Linked DNA regions of Mus musculus: all the other regions are linked to region 1. Evidence: chromatin contacts called from public HiChIP or PLAC-seq data. All regions are on one chromosome and are shown on one strand. The core of a region is the stretch at or near the end of the contact, and the rest is flanking DNA. Distances in the headings are between cores, read along the strand shown. Region 1 holds the start of Ccr4 (chemokine (C-C motif) receptor 4). Region 2 holds the start of Crtap (cartilage associated protein). Region 3 has its middle 20 kb from the start of Trim71. Region 4 holds the start of Trim71 (tripartite motif-containing 71).

The links. HiChIP or PLAC-seq counts read pairs in DNA pulled down with a chosen protein or histone mark.
Region 2: an H3K27ac HiChIP or PLAC-seq map of embryonic stem cells shows a contact between it and region 1, with 19 read pairs. The contact joins the promoter of Crtap here to the promoter of Ccr4 in region 1. A contact is called at or near these places in 6 of 39 promoter capture datasets (the 3T3-L1 cell line, HPC-7-derived erythroid cells, embryonic stem cells and 1 more), 2 of 15 datasets of contacts at CTCF or cohesin (CD8 T cells and embryonic stem cells), 24 of 484 Hi-C or Micro-C datasets (the AML12 cell line, the G1E-ER4 cell line, embryonic stem cells and 4 more), 13 of 115 datasets of contacts at active chromatin or transcription factors (CD8 T cells, the HPC-7 cell line, T-cell acute lymphoblastic leukemia and 4 more) and 4 of 9 other capture datasets (adipose tissue, embryonic stem cells, liver and 1 more).
Region 3: an H3K27ac HiChIP or PLAC-seq map of embryonic stem cells shows a contact between it and region 1, with 69 read pairs. The contact joins the enhancer-like site here to the promoter of Ccr4 in region 1. A contact is called at or near these places in 25 of 39 promoter capture datasets (the 3T3-L1 cell line, 3T3-L1-derived adipocytes, the C10 cell line and 14 more), 12 of 15 datasets of contacts at CTCF or cohesin (CD8 T cells, the G1E-ER4 cell line, the NIH/3T3 cell line and 5 more), 292 of 484 Hi-C or Micro-C datasets (3T3-L1-derived adipocytes, the 4T1 cell line, the 63-12 cell line and 140 more), 54 of 115 datasets of contacts at active chromatin or transcription factors (the 230-238 cell line, CD4 single positive thymocytes, CD8 T cells and 30 more) and 5 of 9 other capture datasets (adipose tissue, embryonic stem cells, embryonic tail and 2 more).
Region 4: a contact with region 1 is called in an H3K27ac HiChIP or PLAC-seq map of embryonic stem cells, with 19 read pairs. The contact joins the promoter of Trim71 here to the promoter of Ccr4 in region 1. A contact is called at or near these places in 19 of 39 promoter capture datasets (the 3T3-L1 cell line, 3T3-L1-derived adipocytes, the HPC-7 cell line and 10 more), 1 of 15 datasets of contacts at CTCF or cohesin (CD8 T cells), 135 of 484 Hi-C or Micro-C datasets (3T3-L1-derived adipocytes, the AML12 cell line, B cells and 69 more), 32 of 115 datasets of contacts at active chromatin or transcription factors (CD8 T cells, the HPC-7 cell line, bone marrow-derived macrophages and 15 more) and 4 of 9 other capture datasets (adipose tissue, embryonic stem cells, liver and 1 more).

The regions. Positions count from the first base shown.
Region 1 is chr9:114,495,023-114,497,955 of GRCm38.p6, reverse strand. Ccr4 (chemokine (C-C motif) receptor 4) reads left to right here and starts at 1,412. Exons shown (of 2, transcript NM_009916.2): 1 at 1,412-1,458.
Region 2 is chr9:114,389,254-114,392,186 of GRCm38.p6, reverse strand. It overlaps Crtap (cartilage associated protein), which reads left to right and starts at 1,475. Exons shown (of 7, transcript NM_019922.2): 1 at 1,475-2,055. The coding sequence starts at 1,588.
Region 3 is chr9:114,582,793-114,585,725 of GRCm38.p6, reverse strand. No RefSeq gene overlaps it. Among named protein-coding and RNA genes, the nearest start is that of Trim71, 20 kb to the right of the region's middle. Within about 2 kb of position 1,460, at least 138 of the 459 cell types and tissues checked have an H3K27ac peak or open chromatin away from gene starts, as enhancers often do. A contact at or near this core is called in 8-cell embryo, the AML12 cell line, the C2C12 cell line and 46 more, where this site is marked.
Region 4 is chr9:114,562,965-114,565,897 of GRCm38.p6, reverse strand. It overlaps Trim71 (tripartite motif-containing 71), which reads left to right and starts at 1,529. Exons shown (of 4, transcript NM_001042503.2): 1 at 1,529-2,933. The coding sequence starts at 2,781.

The DNA of each region.
Region 1 (2,933 bases), core at 163-2,662:
TCTACAAAGTTCCAGGGCAGCCAGAGCTACACAGAGAAACCCTGTCTCAAAAAAAGAAAAAAAAAGATTTATTTATTTTTAGTCAGGTGTAATGGCACACATCTTTAATCCTACACTTCAGAAGCAGAGGCAGGCAGATCTCTGAATTTCAGGGCAGCTGAGGCTACAAACTTCATGTCTCCTGCCCCAGAAAAACAATGTTTATTTATTCTCACTTGTATGTGTATGAGGCTTTGGCCTACATATATGTAAGTGCGCCACATGTGTGCAGTAGCCACAGAGACGAAGAGAGTGTCAGGTCCCCTAGAAATGGAGCTACAGACACTTGGGTACAGAGAGCTGGTGGCAGGTCCTCTGTAAGAGCAGCCAGTGCTCTTGTCTCTTCTGACCCTGATGTTTCATTTGAAATCCTCCCTGCAGGAAGGTCTCCTGGTTCTTAAGGAGTGGGGATGCACTGTGCCAGGCTGCCTGCTGGTTACCTCTGGGTAGTAGCAGCTTGCCCATCCCACAAGGCTGAAAGCTGCCCTGGGTCTCAAGATCAACTCATGCTCCCCCTGGCAGCTCAGTCATTTCCGGTTTTGTTTATATGGATGGAGGTTTTGCCTCCATGTGTGTTGCTGCGTCGAGCTTGTGCCATGTCTAGGAGAGGGCAGCAGATCCTCTGAAAATGGAGTTACCTGACGAAGTCACCTTGTAAGTCAGACTCACATCATTAAATCAACTTTCCCCTCCTCTGCATGTTTTTGTTCGGTTTGTTGTTTTTGGTTTGTTTTTGTTTTTGCTTGTTTTGTTGTTGGTTGTTTTGTTTTGTTTCTTGTTGGTTTTTTTGTTTTTGGTCTTCTCCCAGAGTTGAAGACCTAATCAAGGGACTCGTGCTCACAGTTTTTCTTTTTTTAAACAACTGCTCTTTGTGGTCCTGCGATTAGACCCAGGGCTTTGATCACTCTAAGCAAACCCTCTGCCTCTGTGCGCCATCCCTAACCCACAGCACATATATTTCACAACTTGAAAAGCCTTAAAGTTTCCCTTTTTATTCTCCCTCCCTGTCCCTTCCCTCCATGCCCTCCCATCCATTCTTTTTTGAGGCAGGTTCACATGTAGTTCAGGTTAGCCTTAAACACACTATGTAGCCCAGGATGACCGCCTGCCTCCACCTCCCACGTGCTGGGATCACAGTCTACGCCGCTGCACCTGGCTCTTACCTTCTTGTCATTTTTCTTCCCTGCCACAGAAGAAACTACACCAGCCTAGCTTTGCGTTTGGGGAAATGAGTCACTCAGCTTTTTTTTTTTTTTTTCTTTCTTCTTCCTTTTGTCAAGAAGCCCCACATGGGTGAGGGGAGAGTTGGTATATCACAGTGTCACAGGAAGTCACATACCCTTCAAAGCACCTTTGCTGCTTCTAGGATCCTGGCATTGCTTCATAGACTGTCCTCAGGATCACTTTCAGAAGAGCAAGGTAGGTGGAGACAGGGACATTCGCGGGACCTGTGGCTGCGCTGCTGCAGGTGCCTGTGGCTTCGGGGAGCACGGACAGGTGACTAGCTACCTGCCTGGCCCCACACTCAGGTTTTGTTTTGTTTTGTTTTGTTAATTTATCTTGTTGTATGTGTAAGAATGTTTTGCCTGCAAATATGTAAGTGCCCACGTGTGTGCTTGTGCCTAAGGAGGTTGTAAGAAAAGGAAAAGGGCCTCGGATCCCCTGGAATTGGGGTTACAGATGGTTTCGAGCCACCATCCGGGTGTTAGAAATTGAAGCCGTGTCCTCTTCCAGAGCAGCCAGGGACCTTAGCCACCAAGCCATCTCAGCAGCTTCACACTCAGGCTTCTTAATCTTGCTGGTGCTGGCCTCTGTCTTGGAGAACACACACTTCCTACCTGTCTGCAGGCAGGCCGCCTGAGGCTTCACCAGCCAGGCATCCATTCCGGACTCGGCTCACGCCCTCAAGTCTGACGAGGACTGCAAACTTTTCTGCTTGTTCCAGCAAGGAATATCACATACCCAGGAATTACGGCATCGTAGGTGACTTACTTACTTAATTAGTAATTTTCTTTTGAAATGTATTTTATTACATTTCTTTATGTAGTGCAGGTATATATGGATGTGTGTGTGTGCCTATATACGGAGGGTGCGTGTCAGAGGGTAATTTGCGGGAGTCTGTTTTTTTTTCTACCATGTGAGACCAAGGAATTAAACTCAGGGTTAGGCAGATGTCTCCATTTGCAGAGCATCCTCTTGGCCTCACTTGGTTTTGAGAGTCAGATACAGTGCAGGCTGGCCTCACCCTCAGTGTTGCTGAGCATGGCCTTGAACTTCTGGCCTTCCTGCCTGTGCCTCAGCCTCTCAAATGCTGGCATATATATATGGGCCAGTAGACTGGACTATCCTTTTTGTTTGGCGGTTTGTTCTTCTGAGCCTATCTTCATTCTTCTGTTTTACTGAAATTTTTTTCCCCCTTTAAACTTTACTGGTAAAATGATAGCAACACAAGACAGTTGTTAGTCACTGACAAGCCTCCCAGGAGACTCTCCCATGTGACAAGTCTTCATCATGCTTTTCCAAGGGGAAAAAAAAAAAAAAACCAAAGAAATAAAATCTCTTTTGAAAAAACACCAGGGGTAGGGGTGATGGTTCAGTGGGCAATGCGTTCGTACCTAAAACACAGGGCCTTGAGCTCTCCAGAAGGTGAGCAAAAGCCAGGAGTGGCTGTGCACGCCTAGGACCTCATAGCCCTCCCCCTCGGTGGAGACACCGTGGAGACGGATAAATGGGAGGTTCCTTGGCCAGCCTGTCTTCCCAAAACAGAGAGTCCTGGTATTGAGACTGTATCTCAAAAAACAAGGTAGAGAGTGATAGCAAAAGACACCTCTGGCCTCCATTAACACAGGCACAGCTGAATGACCGCACACACAGATGTGTGCACACGTGTACAC
Region 2 (2,933 bases), core at 226-2,725, 110 kb after region 1:
TGTCCTCAGATACTCCAGAAGAGCGCATCAGATTTCGTTACGGATGGTTTGTGAGCCACCATGTGGTTGCTGGGAATTGAACTCAGGATCTCTGGAGGAGCAGTCAGTGCTCTTAACCACTGAGCCATCTCTCCAGCCCTTATTCAGATTTCTGATATCTCCAATTCTAATCTTACAGTCATATGATCTAATATTAATCCCAACGCCCATCCATTTATTGAATAGCACAGTAAATACAGTATTGAAAAGGAATGAGGAATTCTTGTTGTAATAAATCCTTTACAGGAACCTCCCCAAGAACCTGGTTTTCCTGGCCTCCTGACCGGGAACCGCACCCAGGTACCACAGCACGGGTGTGGAGGTCAAACATTGACGTGGAGGAGCCGATTCTGTTTTCCCAAAGTGTCCTGAGATTGAACTCAGGTCATCAGGCTTGGTACCAAGTGCCTTTAGCAGCTAATCTCGGAAGTTCTAAATACCTTCTGTTTTTGTTTGTTTGTTTTAGACAAGGTCTCATTGTGTAGCCTAGGCTGCTCCGGAACTCAGAGACTCACTGCTTCTGCCTTCTAAAAGTGCTGGGATCAAAGGTGAGCCAGTCAGCTTCTAAGTTTTACAAAAGGGTATGTGTATATGTATGTGTGTGTATATATATATATATATATATATATATATATATATATATATATATATACATACATACATACATACATATTTTACAAAAGGGTATGTGTATATGTATGTATGTATATATATATAGTTTTGAATTCTATCCCTATACCTTTGCTGTAAACTATTTCAAAGTGTACAGAATTTTTTTTTTCAAGACAGGGTTTCTCTGTGTAGCCTTGGCTGTCCTGGAACTCACTCTGTAGACCAGGCTGGCCTCGAACTCAGAGATCCGCCTGCCTCTGCCTCCCGAGTGCTGGGATTAAAGGCGTGCGCCACCACGCCCAGCTCAGAATTTTTTTCTTAATGCTGTCTTCATCATATAGCTCAGGTAAATTCCTCCAGCATCCTAAGACGTAATATATCCTCAACTAGACAAGTCACACGATATTCAAGGAGCCACCGGTATTCTTACTAATTTTATCCATGCAACATCCTCTAAAACCTTAGGTCAATAGCATTGCTATTCAAAGTGTGAAGCCTGTAAACCCGCAGCCTATTATTTATGGCAGGCTTAGCGATGTAAATTTGAAATAAATTTGAACTATAGTGGGAGTTTAAGGCTAATCTGGGCTACAGCTAGGAGACCGAGTCGAAAACTAAAACGCACCCCAACCAGGATGTGGTGAACCAGAAATTAGGCGTGCGCGGCCCATACATTCTTAAAGTGATTATAAACTTTCTTTCCTGTCAAAGATGGGAGTTCCACGCACCGCAGGCTGGCCTGGAATTCACTTGGGTCCTACCCCTCCACCTTTCAGAGGCAAAGGCTGAGCACCTCCTCCAGGCACGCCCATCTCGGTCCCCCGGCGAGGAGGTCTGCCGGACGGGGCGGGCCACGGCCCGCTTCCCCGCCTCCCTTCCTAGGCCTGCCGCGTCGCGCGTCCTCAGCTCGGGGCTCTGGTTCGTGGGCCACGCGCGATGGGGCCCCGCAGCCCTACGGCCGCGTTGCTGGTGCTGCTGTGTGTCGGGTGCGCGCCGACCCCCGGGCGCGGGCAGTACGAGCGCTACAGCTTCCGCAGCTTCCCGCGGGACGAGCTGATGCCGCTCGAGTCGGCCTACCGCCACGCGCTCGACCAGTACAGCGGCGAGCACTGGGCCGAGAGCGTGGGCTACCTGGAGGTGAGCCTGCGGCTGCACCGTCTGCTGCGCGACAGCGAGGCCTTCTGCCACCGCAACTGCAGCGCGGCCACGCCAGCACCCGCGCCCGCCGGCCCGGCCAGCCACGCCGAACTACGCCTCTTCGGCAGCGTGCTGCGCCGCGCGCAGTGCCTCAAGCGCTGCAAGCAGGGCCTGCCCGCCTTCCGCCAGTCGCAGCCCAGCCGCTCAGTGCTGGCGGACTTTCAGCAGCGCGAGCCCTACAAGTTTCTGCAGTTCGCCTACTTCAAGGTAAGGGCACTCGCCCCACCCCGAACCCCGCCCTGCCAAACCCCGCCCACTCTACCGAGCCGCTCTCTGTCGAGCCCAGGTCGCCGCCCCCGAGCCCCGCCCACAGAACCCCTTCCGGCTGATCCGGTCTAGCCGACCCCAGCTCCCAAACCACTTCTGCCCTATCCCAATCCCCCCAGCAAGCCTGCAGTCCAGTTGAGCCTCGCCCACCCAGGCCCCGCCAATCACATCTCCTGTCCTGTGTCCAGGACCATCCCCCTCTGCACAATCACCCTCCCTCAAAATTTGTCCTACCGAACAGGGTCCAATCTTGCCCCACCCTCCCTTGTGAGCGCTCACCAGCAGCATCCCATATTGGGCCTCCCTTGGGCCACTTCTCTAGGTCTAGCCCCACCAAGCCCAAGGCTCAGCCCTGCCACTCAACCTCGAGCATCATTCCTTTATCCTTTGATTTTTTTTTTCTCATTTATATTTTTATGTGCGTGCGTGCTGTGTGAAATCTGTGTGCCTGTGTCTGTGTGTATACCATGTCATACGTGTGTGGATGCCTATGGAGGCCAGAAGAGGGCAGCAGATCCCTTGGAGCTGAAATTAGAGGTGATTGTGAGCCACCCAGTGTAACCTGAGTACAGGGAACAGAGAGAACTTTGGGTCCTCTGCAAGGGCAGGACGTGCCCTTATCCACTGAGCTATGGCTCCAGTCCCCTTCACCCAGGTTCTGCCACAGAGCTCTGCTAAAGCTCTCCAAATCCCGCCCTTCCTCCTTCATCTTGAGCATAAAAATTATTTTCTCTCACTCTCTCTTTTTTTCCTCATGTAACCTGGGCTGGCTTCAGAACTGCTATATAGTGGAGGCTGATGGTGAATTCTTTATCCTC
Region 3 (2,933 bases), core at 211-2,710, 88 kb before region 1:
TAGCCTCAAACTCACAAATCCACCTGTCTCTGCCTCTCAGCACACCAGAAGGCAGAGAATGACAGATCTCTGAGTTCAAGGCCAGCTTGGTCTACAGAGTTCTTCCAGGGCTAAGCAGAGAAACTCTGTCTCAACCAAACAAAAAACAAAAATTTGCAAAATTTGAGTGACATTGAAATATGTGAGATTGGCCGGGCGTGGTGGCGCTCGCCTTTAATCCCAGCACTGGGAGGCAGAGTCAGGCGGATTTCTGAGGCCAGCCCGGTCTACAAAGTGAGCTCCAGGACAGCCAGAGCTATAAAGAGAAACCCTGTCTCGAAAAACCAAAAAAAGAAAAAAAAGAAAAAAAAAAAAAAGAAATATGTGAGATTGAAGCCATTCTGGACAGTATAGCAAATTCCAGGCCAGCCAGGGTTTCATAATGAGACCTGTCTCAAAGGGGAAGGGGAGAGAATAAGAAGTAAATTATGAAGATGGGTGAGAGGAGCTGAAGGTATGCAGAGGATGGTGCTCGATTCCCAGAATCCACACGGTGGCTCGAAACCAGGTAGCTCCAGGTCAATAGAGCTGATGCCCTCTTCTGGCCTCCGGGGGCGCATAACCTGCTGGTAAAATACTCCCCATGTAAAGTAGAGTTTCATGCTATTTTTCTTTCTGGGCTTAGCAGTGTTCCAAGGGGCCTGAAATGGGGTGGCCTGTAATAGCCCCAAGGTCCCAGGGCCCTCAGTATTTGTGTCCCTCACCCCTTGTGGAGTAAAGGTTGAGCAATGGCCCAGGATAGGTGCCTTAGTTAATGGTCAGACTGGATCCTAGAAGCCAACAGGCCTGGCCTAAAGTAAACACAAAGTAAACACGCCCTGACACAAAGCTGGGAGGCGGGCGCAGAGGCTCGGCCAGGTGCGAGTGGGCTGTCACGGAAGGAGGCAGTGAAGTTCATTAGCCTCCTCATTTGGGGCAAAGCGAATCCGTGTGGTGACACACAATTGTCTTGGAGGATTTAAGGGGATTTGCCTGAGTGTCCCGGTGGGCCCCTAGCCTCCTCCTAATCCAGTCCACATTTCAGACTACTTAGGAACGCATTAAATGTCAAAGCCGGCGTTTAGGAAAATATCTACATTTCGTATGCAACGCCCGGGTCAAAAGAAAAGCCAAACCGACGAACCTTCCAGCTTTTGGCGCAAGAGGCACTCTGTGTGGTCCCCAGTGTGAATGGGGAGGGCCGCGCTCCCCTCCCAGGAATGCAGTCCTTTCTCTAGGGGAAAATGCTAATGCTTTGTTTCTGCCTTGGCTCCCCCAGGCGCGGGGGCGCCCCCGCACGATTGTCACCGCCACATTAGCATGTGAGCAGCCCCTATCCCCACCCACACCCACACCCCCCCCCCCCCAGCTCAGCCCTGATTGGGGACTTCTGGGACCCGGGCAATGGCCAGCTGCCAACAGTCTTACCACAGTCCATATCTCCGCTGAGACCTCAGGAAGCTAACAGGCAACCCTGCAGGTGGGGAGTTTTCACTCCATACGCGTTGATCCTTTAATATACGAGAAAAAACTTTATTGTAGCTGTCCCACCAAGGAAATCAAAATCATTGGAACAGCTGTGGTCCCGCTGCGATCTGTGTCCTTATCACCAGGGTATCCTGCCCACGATGTGACTCTTCACACGACCTCCAAGCTATTCCCAGCGGGGACAGCCGGGAAGGGGTACGGCCAGCCCGCGGGATCCCTCTGGAAAGCAGCAGAGAGGCAGAGTCTCGGGACGCAACCGGGAATCCGCGTGGAGCCCGGGGCGCCGAGCGCCACCTAGCGGCAGCGCGGAACAGCCCAACAAATTTCTTCACTGATTTCTTCCCGTCATCTGTTCCTTTCCACTTTATTCGATTCTATTGATTTTGTTTTAGTTATTTGACTAGTTTGTTTTATACAGCTTTATTTTACTCCTGTCACTTCCGTGGTTGAGTAAATGTATAAGCCATTTCTATCTTTGGCTTTTTTTTTTTTTTTTGGTTTTTTTCCCCATTGTTTAGATTTTAATTTTTACCATAATAACATTACTCAATGTATTTCATTTGCTTCGGTTCCTTGACTTATCTTTGCTCTGTGGGTGAAGGTTTAAGATCCTCTGTACTCTTCTGGCTCTTTTCTGCCTGAGTTTTTGGGGGTTTTTTTGTTTTGTTTTTTTGTTTGTTTTTGTTTTTTGAGACAGGGTTTCTCTGTGTAGTCCTGGCTGTTCTGGAACTCACTTTGTAGACCAGGCTGGCCTCAAACTCAGAAATCCGCCTGCCTCTGCCTCCCAAGTGCTGGGATTAAAGGCGTGCACCACCACCACCCGGCCTGAGTTTTTAAAGAAAGGAAAAATACTGCTTTAGCTAAGTACTCCCAAGTATTGGACAAGGATGATATTTTATGGCTTTATGCCGAGGCTGGGCCAGGCAAGCATCTATTTGGATAAATACCATTGATAAGTATTTCAGCTGGCATTGTGACAAAGGACTGTCTTGCCTGTAGTCCCTGACTAAGGCAGAAGATTGCTCAGAAGTTTAAGCTTGACTGCATGAAACAATGGAGTGAGAATTTGTCTCAAAAATCAAACGACAGGGACTGGAGAGATGAATCTACAGTTAAAAACACTGGCTGGCTGGCTGACTGCTCTTCTAGAAGAACCGGGTTCAATTCTCAGTGCCCACACATCGACTCACAGCCATCTGCAATTCCAGTTCCAAGGGATCCAACGCCCTCTTTTGGCTTCCTCTGGGCACTGGAAGTAGTGCACAGAATACATGCATGCAAAACACCCATACACAAAATATAAATAAAATAAAAATCAAACAAGGCCAGAAAGATGTGGTTGGTTGCCCGTACCTTTAATTCCAGCACTCAAGAGGCAGAGGCAGACAGATCTCTGTGAGTTGCAGAACAGCCGGGGCTACAAAGAA
Region 4 (2,933 bases), core at 280-2,779, 68 kb before region 1:
TATTATAAAGTCTCCCATCTTTGTTTAGGGGAGCTCTGTTCAGTTTTGGAGGGCCCATAGTTAATTTTCACTTCCACATCCCAGGAGTAGAAGGTCACAAAGGGATCTTCGATGTTGTTTGGACAGTGGAGCTCTGGAAAGCAGAGGGGTCTCTGGTCTTCCCATGATGCTGTAGGTCACTTGTGGGGGGTGGGGGTGGGGGAGAGGAGTGTGTGTGTGTGTGGCTTGTCCCTGAAGTATCTGAGCCCCAAGGGATTTGCCTCTTCAGCAGCCTGTCCAGAATGGATTCATGTTTCTAGAATGATCTTTTCTGTTGTTGTTTTTTTTTTTTTTCCCCATGAATAAAAGGCAGTATCTAGAATTGCATCCTATCCGTATCATTACGATCCAGGAATGGTTACTTAGATTGGAAGCTACATTCTCTTCTAGGCTTTCATAATCATACACACACACACACACACACTCACACACACACACACACACACACACACACACACACACACACACACACACAGTGTGTCTATGTGGGGGTATGTGCACATGAAGCAAGAAGTTCAGAGCCACCCAAAGTGGGGTTCTGAGAATTGAACTCTCCTCTTGATGGACTGCAGAGCTAACCTTTCCAGTTCTTTCATCACTTTCTTGAGAGGTTTCATGTAGCCCAGATCTTGAACGTGTGAGGGTCCAGCGTGCAGTCTTTTTCCTTTCAAAGTATAATCTACAGAGTGAAATTTTATACACAGCTTGATGGCATTTGTTTATGTATTTTACTCGCGAGTTAATTTGACAGAGGGTCTCACAGTGTAGTTCTGCCCTAGCCTCTTGCTTGCTGAATTATAATGGGTACACCACCACACCCATCTTAAGTAGCATTAAAAAAAAAAAGTTCTGAGAGCAGCCTTTCCAAGTCTTTCTTCTGAGAGCCTTAAAGTTTCACCCTCAGAACCGCCTGGGGCACCACCCAGATGGCCGCGGGGCCCGTCAGTGGGTCGCCTTCTCTTAACAGCTGCCTGGGCTCCCATTAAAACTGAGAGCAACCAGCCCCTTGGACGTCCAGAATTCAGAGTCGTTTAGTTCCATGCATCCAACTGCACAACTGTGCGATGCTTGAGGTCGGTCTCAGCTTTGTAGAGTCCTAGAGAAATGTAAAGGAAAAGGAAGAGAAAAAAAAGGGGGTGATGGTGGTGTTGGGGGTGGGGGGACCTAGCTCTCCGGGGCAGTGGCCATCAGCTTCCAAGAGGCAAAGATTCAGAATGAAGTCTTTTTTTCTTTCTTTCTTTCTTTTTTTTTTTTTTAATAAACGGAAGAGTCGCTCTGCGTTCCTCGCCCAGGAGGTTCCAAAGGTCGTCACACTGAGGCCTGGGGGCGATCGTCTCCCCCGCGGCCGGAGCGGGGGAGGAGGGTGGTGGGAGGAGGGGAGGCGTACACAAAAGCCGGCCGGGCCAAGAGGGCTAATGTTTCCTGTTTGCCTGGAACCCCCTCCCCGGCCTCCCCTCCCCCACCCCTCCCAGCACTCGGGCGGAAGTGAGTTTGCTCCTTTGGAGATTAAAAGGATTCCGAATTCCGATCAGTCCCAATAACCCGCGTTCTGAGAGGCGGCAAAGCGGAGAAAGAAGGGGGACACGCGCACGCACACAGCCCCTCGTTCGGGGGAGTCGTGCAAAATAAAGCCCAAAGCAACCCAGGACACCAGGGCATCGGGAGAGCCTGAGCCCGGTAGGCGCAGCGCAGCCGGGGCCACCCGCATCCCCGCTCGGCGAATCGTTCGTAGGAGGATGACGCAGGCGGGAGCCGCGGGCGGCGTTGGCCACGCGGCTCCCGAAGTGGCCGCGCGGGTCCCTCGCGTACTCCTCTGATTCGAGCAAGCCCGGGAGGGAGACTCGGTTCCCGAGGCTCCGGGATTGAAGGGGGGACCCAAGCGAGGGTGAAATGGCCCGATGACAAAGGAAATGTGATCCTCCTTCGCTGCCCAGGTTTCGGAGAGGACGGCCGTGAGGAGGAGGGGCGCGCGGCTCGCGCGGAACGCGGATAGCATTGCACGACGGCCCCGCGCGGAGCGGGCGGCCCGTACATCCAATATCTTCCCGCCGATGAATAATTCAGGGCGGCCCGCGGGGACCTGCGGCCCCGCGCCGCGGAGCGCCTGAGGCCGGAGAAGGGTCGGAGCGCGCGCTAGAGAGCGAGCCAGGAGGCCGGAGGACACGCGGGCGCCGGGCCGCGTGGGGCGCGCGCGCGTGTGAGCGCATAGAGACCGCGGCCCGGCAGGGCTGCGCACGGGCGCGGAGCGTGTGGGGCGCGCGTGCGTACTTGGCACGCGTGCTTCCGCGGGCCGGGGGCCCCCGCACGAGGCGCAGCTGCGCGCCCGAGCCGACCGCGCCGCGGGGGAGGCTGCGCCTCGGCCGCCACGCAGGAGCTCCTGCCGCCGCGTCATGCGGCGGGGCGGCCGGCGGCGCGCGCGGGGACTTGGACTGCTGCGACTCCCGGACGTTTTCCCCTCCCTCCAGGAGGCTCAATTCATTTAGCCGGAGGGCAAGGAAAAAAAAAAAACAACACAAGCAAGACTCGTTGGGACCAAATTGGTTTGCGCCGCGGGGACCGGATTCCACGGCGGACTTTGAGACTTGTGCGGGCGCTCGTTTGCTGAGGAGTAGCAGTGCAAACCCGCCCTGCCGAGGTGGCCCAGGGGTCGCCTCCACCGCGTCCTCGATGCGCTCTGCTGAGTGAGCCGCGCGCCCTCATCCTCCTCGCCGCGCGCCCTCTGCCCTCCAGCCCGCCTGCAAATGGCTTCGTTCCCGGAGACCGACTTCCAGATCTGCCTGCTGTGCAAGGAGATGTGCGGCTCGCCCGCGCCGCTCTCCTCCAACTCGTCCGCCTCGTCGTCGTCCTCGCAGACTTCCACGTCGTCGGCGGGCGGCGGCGGCCCCGGGGCGGCG